Regions from separate parts of the Anas platyrhynchos genome. Here region 2 is linked to region 1. Evidence: chromatin contacts called from public Hi-C data. All regions are on one chromosome and are shown on one strand. The core of a region is the stretch at or near the end of the contact, and the rest is flanking DNA. Distances in the headings are between cores, read along the strand shown. Region 1 holds the start of ACER1 (alkaline ceramidase 1). Region 2 holds the start of ATCAY (ATCAY kinesin light chain interacting caytaxin).

Region 1 (3,157 bases), core at 473-2,972:
GTTTATTGCTCATTGGCTCTGTCCTTGTTAGTTGTTTCTTAGCATCCTCCCCAGGGCTGGAGCTCGTCCTGCGCGGTGCGAGCACCAGTACCGTCCCTGGGTGTTCCCAGAGTCCTGGGGCACAGAGCAAAGGCCCAGGGATGTCTCGTTGCCAGCAGTGATTTCCCTTTGCGTGTGCCTCCTGTGCAAGCCCCATCCTTGCAGCTTGGTGAAAGGCATCAGAGCTTCGTGCTCTGGGTGGCTCCACACTGCAGGAGCTCCAGGACGTCTGGCAGAGGCAGAAGCTGCATTTAAAGGCAGGATTCTAGAAAAAAATCTGACTTTTTTTTTTTCAATTTTTCTTCCCCGTGCTAAAGACTTCCCCATTCTCAATGTGCGCATCATTTCTCATCCCTCTTTAATTCCTCTGGAAAAGTAAAATTTTCATCAAGTTTCTCATTTGCCACATTTTGTTACAAATTCTTGAGGCTTTAGAGCTGTTGGAGCGGCTGACGGACAGCTAAAGAGATGGATGCCAAGCTTAGCAGTGTTTGGCAACACTGTCCAAACCCCAGTGGCTGGGTATTTGGTATGCAAGAGCCACAGGAATTCCCTGAAGCAGGTGGAGCCCTGGGCACAGTGCAGGCTCCGCAGAGGGAGCAGGCAGCAGCGTGACACCGACGATGCCGATAGCATCCTGGAGCTCCCAAGGCACAGGTCGGAAAGGAGAGCTTTCTGCTCTTTGGAAACCCTTTCAGCATTGAATCTAGCACAGGGAAGGGAAGTTTATCTTAAAATCACTCATCAGCTAGTGGTGTTCTTACAGAGAAACAGACAAGTCCCTGTTTGCAGCAGTGCCAGCTGAGTAACACCACAGAGCTGAGCAGGGGCAGGAGGTGTGCAGTGGTGTGAGGCAACTGCAGCTTCCTCTGCCTCTCTTCCCAAGAAGAATTTCAAAGGGATAAAGCCAGGAGTAGCACTAACACAAACAAGCTCATCTACAGCCTCCTGCTTCTACCAAATAAACTGACTTGTGGATAAACCTCCATTGCTCTTTTCCAATTGCCAGTTAGCAATGCCCCCTCGGTGATCCAGGCTGGAGGGTTCCCCAGAGCAGCTGAGCCCCAAGCAGCATGAAGTAGATGGCAGGCAGATTGGGCTGAGGTCTGACTCTTTGTGATCCGTGTTTCCGTGTGCTCATCTGCACCGCAGTGACCCTCTCCTGATCCCTGGTGTTCTGTGTTACGTGCTTACAGCAATGCAAGTGGTTGCACCAGGTAAGAACGGAATCAGACCCAAGAGGGTAAAGCCCATCTCCCAGCTGAGCTGACCTCAGTCAAGAGGTGGCAAGGGGACAGTGTAGACATGAGGCAGAGGCAGCAAAAGGGAAGGGAAAAGCAGCACCCAGAGCACCCAGCGGCCGCTCGCTCACTGCTCACCTCTCACCCCAGCCCAGCTTACCTGTGTTCCCTTGGGACGGAGCACGCGGAGAGGTGAAGTGTCAGGAGCTCCAAGGTTTCCAGCAGAGCTGAAGCCACAACCTGCCTGGCCACCCTAGCTCTGCAGGAGCACCCACGGTTTGAGATCACTGGGAGCAGCCGCCAGGAAATAGCCTTTCTCTGACTCTAGGGACAGCTTTGGGATGTGACGAGAGCCATGAGCACCCTCCAGGCAAAGCTTCCAGTCCCCCAGAGGAAACATATTGGCTGGAGGGTTTATATCTGTGCTCCCAAATGGGCAGGGGCAGAGAGGGAGGGCAGAGAAGCGTGAGCTGGAAGGGTTGGAAGAGCGGGTAGAAATGCAGTCTGAAATCATCAGCGTGCCCCTAGGCAGGTTACCTGCGCACGCGCACACACCCCAACCCTAACCCTGTTTCTCCCAAGGGAGGGACCGAGCTGTACAGCCTTCCTCCAAGATCTGGTTAAAAAACAATAAAACAAATTTCACCCAGAAACAAACACTCAGGAGCTGATGCTGCCTTATTTCCAAGGATTAAATTTGAGCAGCTTTTCAACTTTTCCCCAACTGCTGCTATACCGTATGTTCCCCAAAATAAATCACATTTCCTCTAGCTAGTATATTTTGTTATTTAGTTAAAGAATTGGGAGAATGGGACACCTTTGGATTACTGCTTTGCAAACCTTTTCCTCTGGAATCGCATTCAGGATATCATGAAAATTGGCAGCAATCCCAAAGACCAAAATCTTTTTCTTCTACATAGGGTTGGGAGAAGAAGAAACATGTTGCTTTCTTAAATATAAAAGCTGATTATTTGGCCAGTTCCTCCTGTTGGAGCAGGGGAGACACCGGGCTCAGCATCACCAGGCAGTCTCCAACCAAGACCCGAGGTGTCCCCATCCCTGTCTGTGTGCTTACTGAGGGTCACAGCTGCCTTTGCTGTTACATTTCCAGGCATCCTGGGCTGGATTTGCCCTGAGGCCTGGCTCTTTGTGAAGCTTAGCCATTTATTTTTATACTTCTATAAAAAGGAACTCACCTGGGAGATGTCAGGGCTTACAAAAGCCTCACAAATCCACATAGATTTTGAAATGAGTGGGTAATTAACCTCTGAAACAGCTTATCTTACAACACGGTTGAGTTGCCATTACATGCGACTAAGCCAAGGCTGTCTGTCTGTCTAGGACAGATGCCACGTCTCAGTGCAGGTGCTCAGAGCAGCGAGCTGCTCCCTGCCCTGGATGCCTGCACCACGGTGCTGGAGGAGCTCAGAGGGAAATTTGCTTCTCATTCAATTCCAGCTCCTGAATGAACCATGGGAGTATGAGATGGATGGGCGCGCATGCTGAAGGAAGGCACCCGGTTTCCCAGGGGATGGCAGCAAGAAGCAAGTGCTAGCTCATCCCTCACACCATGGGGGGAGGCAGCCAAGGGCCAGTCTCCACCAAGGAGGGCATTTGGAAATGAGGCAGGACATCACCAGATACATGATGCCTGGCTCATGCAAATGTCTTTGAAAACAATGAGTTTTCCCATCCCAAAACCTCTGGCATCCTTGGCATGACCAACGCACATGAGCATCACTGATGTGTCCTGTGCTACACGGCGAGTAAGTAACCGGGGAGGATGTCAGGAATCTGCATCTTCCCTGATTCATCAGTAAGCAGCGTTCAGGTCACAGGGAGAGAGGCTGATTTCCTGGTGAGTCTTCTGTCTGACT
Region 2 (3,157 bases), core at 438-2,937, 270 kb before region 1:
TTTTGCAAAGAAATTCCCAAATGCTGCTGCCTGATCTATGCTCCATCCCCATGCTTGTCCCTGTACCAAGAGAGAAATGGGAGAGGGTGATGAGACCTTCACAGGGTTGTTGAATGTCCTTTCACACCCCTGAAGAGTTCGCTCTCTACCTTGCTCTTAGGTAAATAAAAAAAAAAATAATTAAAAAAAAAAAAAAAATGGAGCACCTCAGATGGAGGCAAGGCAGATGTGCTGTTCCCAGGCCGGGGTTTCATCTGCACTGGTAAGAGCAGGAGAGATTCAGATCCAGGGGCCTTGTTCTCACATATACTAACACCCTGGTAGCGCCAGGGGCCCTTTAGACTACAAATATTGTTACCTTCATGAGAAGATTCCTACACTGCCAGCCAGCAAAAATCAGACTTTTCTACCTATTTCCCAGGGACTACATCTGTGTTTGGTGTGTAAGTGCAACCCCTTACAAAGTCCAGCTGAGGGAATGGGACCGGTCCTTGCAGAACCAGCTCCAGTTGGCAAGAGCAGAAATGGTTCTCTCAGCTGGCTACTGCTGCAGATGTGCTCAGTAGTACCTGAGCCCAAAGGGGACAAGGGCAGGCCTTATGTTATACAGAACATGCTCAGGTGAAATCAGCGCAAATGGTGGGCGCAGCATTAACCTGTCTGCTGCAGCACAATTTTGAATGTTCTTCCTGAGCTCGGCCCTTGTGCTCAATCCATTGCTATAAGGCTCTTCTAGAGAGCCAGTGCTTTTTCTGCTTCCTTGGAGGCTTGTATTTAAAGAAGGTGTCACTGGTAAAGAACTGGAGAAAAGTAAATCTGCCTGTGTGTATCTACTTTGAAGGAATTAAGTTGTGTAGAGGCCTGAGTAAATCAGGCATCCATCTTTATTACAGGCACTGACAGAGATAGGAATCAGAGCAAAGAGCTATCTGTGAGGGTTGCAGGGCTTTCTCTCTGACCAGCATCTCTGAGCCTTTCCTCACAGGGTGCACATTTTGTATTCTGGCCTTAACCACCGCGCCTGGATGCATGCAATGCCCATGACATGTCATACGTGTCCCCGTTTTTATATCCCAACTTGCAGGCAAGGGAGATACCTTGGGGCTCAGAGAGACTCCACCTTCCCTCCCTGCTCCCCATAGCTGTCATCTGCTTTCCGCTAGCCCTTGAAAGCATCATGGAGGGAGAAAGAGAAGGAGAAGAAATTGAAACGAGTCCCAGGGTGGAGCCTGATGTTTCTTAATATCAGACATTGCCTGGCAGTATGGAAGCCCAGATGACGCAGTACTCACCGATGCTTGTGGCTAACGAAGAACAAAGAAGATCCTGCCTGTATCCCAGCTGCGCATTCTTCCCAGTGCAGTCGGGCTGCTCAGGAGATTCAGTGCCTGGATCTGGATGCAGACGTGTGGTGCTTTCTCAGTGAATGACTGTGTGGTTGCATCTAGGTCTGCCTTTCTCGCAGGAGACAGTGCTTTGTGATGTGGATTTCACTGGGAGGGAATTGGGAGCTGTTATTTGTATTCTTCCGTGGTGATCGCTTTCTCAGCTGCCTCTCTCCCTTCCTATTTCACTATTTTCCTCTTGCAGCTGGCTAAGCATCAGCTCTCTTAAGTCAGCTAATTGCACTGCTTTTGTGTGTGAGGAGGATGGTGGTAGTGATGGGGGCGGGCGGGGGGGGGGATGGAGGGGGTGGTTTATGGGAGGATGGGTGGAGAGAAGAGCTGAAAGCACCCCCTCTCGGTGCCACCTCTCCTCCAATTGGCTGAGAGGTACCAAATATCTCCCATCACTCTTGCTTGGGATGAATGATGCTGCCAGGGACTAAGCACACCACCTCCTTGCTGTTTTCAGTGGAAGTGAGAGATGCCCCTCATCCAACAGGATCTGTTCCCTGAGAAGCCATGGAGCCGGCAAGGGATAGGTAGGAAGAGGAGGGCTTTTTAATAGAGTGCATCATTCACTGAGAAAGAAAAACGTGGTTTGAGCATGTGTTAGAATGCAAGGGAGCTTGTCTGTATCAGTGTTAAAGGTCCATCTTGCCTGGCACATACAGAGCTGATCTGTACTTAAAACTCAGGCACAGGTCTCACTTCTGGTGCCAAGTACTGTACAAATAGATCTGAGTTGTTCCTATTCCGGGGCTTCAGCTCCTGTTACTTGCTTCCAGGATGTCAGTAACAGCATTAGCCTGAGGCCTTTGCAAGTTTCTTTGTCTACTGTCAAAAATCCCTTTCAGGCTTGCACAGAGCAGACAACTTGCTTGGTGCTGTACTAAGATGAAGGTAGGTCATCTTTGTCTTTAGATCCCCCAGTGAAGGAAACAAAAATGGCTTTTCTTCTGAGTCTTAGCAGAAATGGTCTGAGAGAGGCTATTTCTTCTATTATATCAATAGATAGAACAGGGCTGTGAACTCCACATTTGCCTGCTGCACTAGGATTTTCTTATTACCACCTCTTAAAGATGCATTTGATTTTTTGCATTTGATTTTTTAAAGATGCATTTGATTTTTTGGAGGGCTGTTCCATGGACAGAGGGACTGCAATGATCTAGAGAGCAGGCCAGGGTGGGGAGATGAAGGAATGGGATATGGTGGAAGCAGGATTCTACTTATTGCACCTCTTTTTTTCTGTTGCAATAAGAATAGAGTCTTGTGGTCGTCTTGGCTCCCATGAAGTAGCAGTATTTTGCTGGGGGGCTCTACCAGCACTTTTGGTCAACACTGGCAAGGTCAGCAGGCTGAGGAGAAGGGCCTATGTGCTATGTTGCTGGCTAAGTTACAACATCATGAGGCCCTGCTCTGGAGGAGCCCTACTCTCCTTAGTCCTACTCTTCCACCTAGGAAATGCCTCTCCCATCACCTCAGCCATTTCATTCTTCTGTAACCACATGTACCTGCTAGGTGCTCCCATTCTCACCTGTTGGGAACTGGGACCTTGGGTTCATCAGCAGGGAGGCAGGCCTTACACAAGTGGCATAGCTCCATGCTGACATTGCTTTCTTAGGATCAGCAGCTCCTACAGGACGAGATGCTGAGGGCAATATTTCCTCAGTGGTAGCTAAGCACTAGCAGCTTGTAGCCATGTGCATCTACCAGCCATGTGTCTGGTGGATCCTGGATCATACCTCAGAGGAATGGTGGGGTATCCCTAATTA

The links. A called contact is a pair of places that touch in the nucleus more often than the background predicts.
Region 2: a Hi-C map of skeletal muscle shows a contact between it and region 1, with 3 times the contacts expected there. The contact joins the promoter of ATCAY here to the promoter of ACER1 in region 1. A contact is called at or near these places in 2 of 8 Hi-C or Micro-C datasets (skeletal muscle and subcutaneous adipose tissue).

The regions. Positions count from the first base shown.
Region 1 is chr29:5,520,216-5,523,372 of IASCAAS_PekinDuck_T2T, reverse strand. ACER1 (alkaline ceramidase 1) reads right to left here and starts at 1,722. Exons shown (of 7, transcript XM_072029238.1): 1 at 1,441-1,722.
Region 2 is chr29:5,793,557-5,796,713 of IASCAAS_PekinDuck_T2T, reverse strand. ATCAY (ATCAY kinesin light chain interacting caytaxin) reads right to left here and starts at 1,687. Exons shown (of 12, transcript XM_038169207.2): 1 at 1,293-1,687. It overlaps LOC139999752 (a long non-coding RNA gene), which reads left to right and starts at 1,707. Exons shown (of 3, transcript XR_011805262.1): 1 at 1,707-1,924.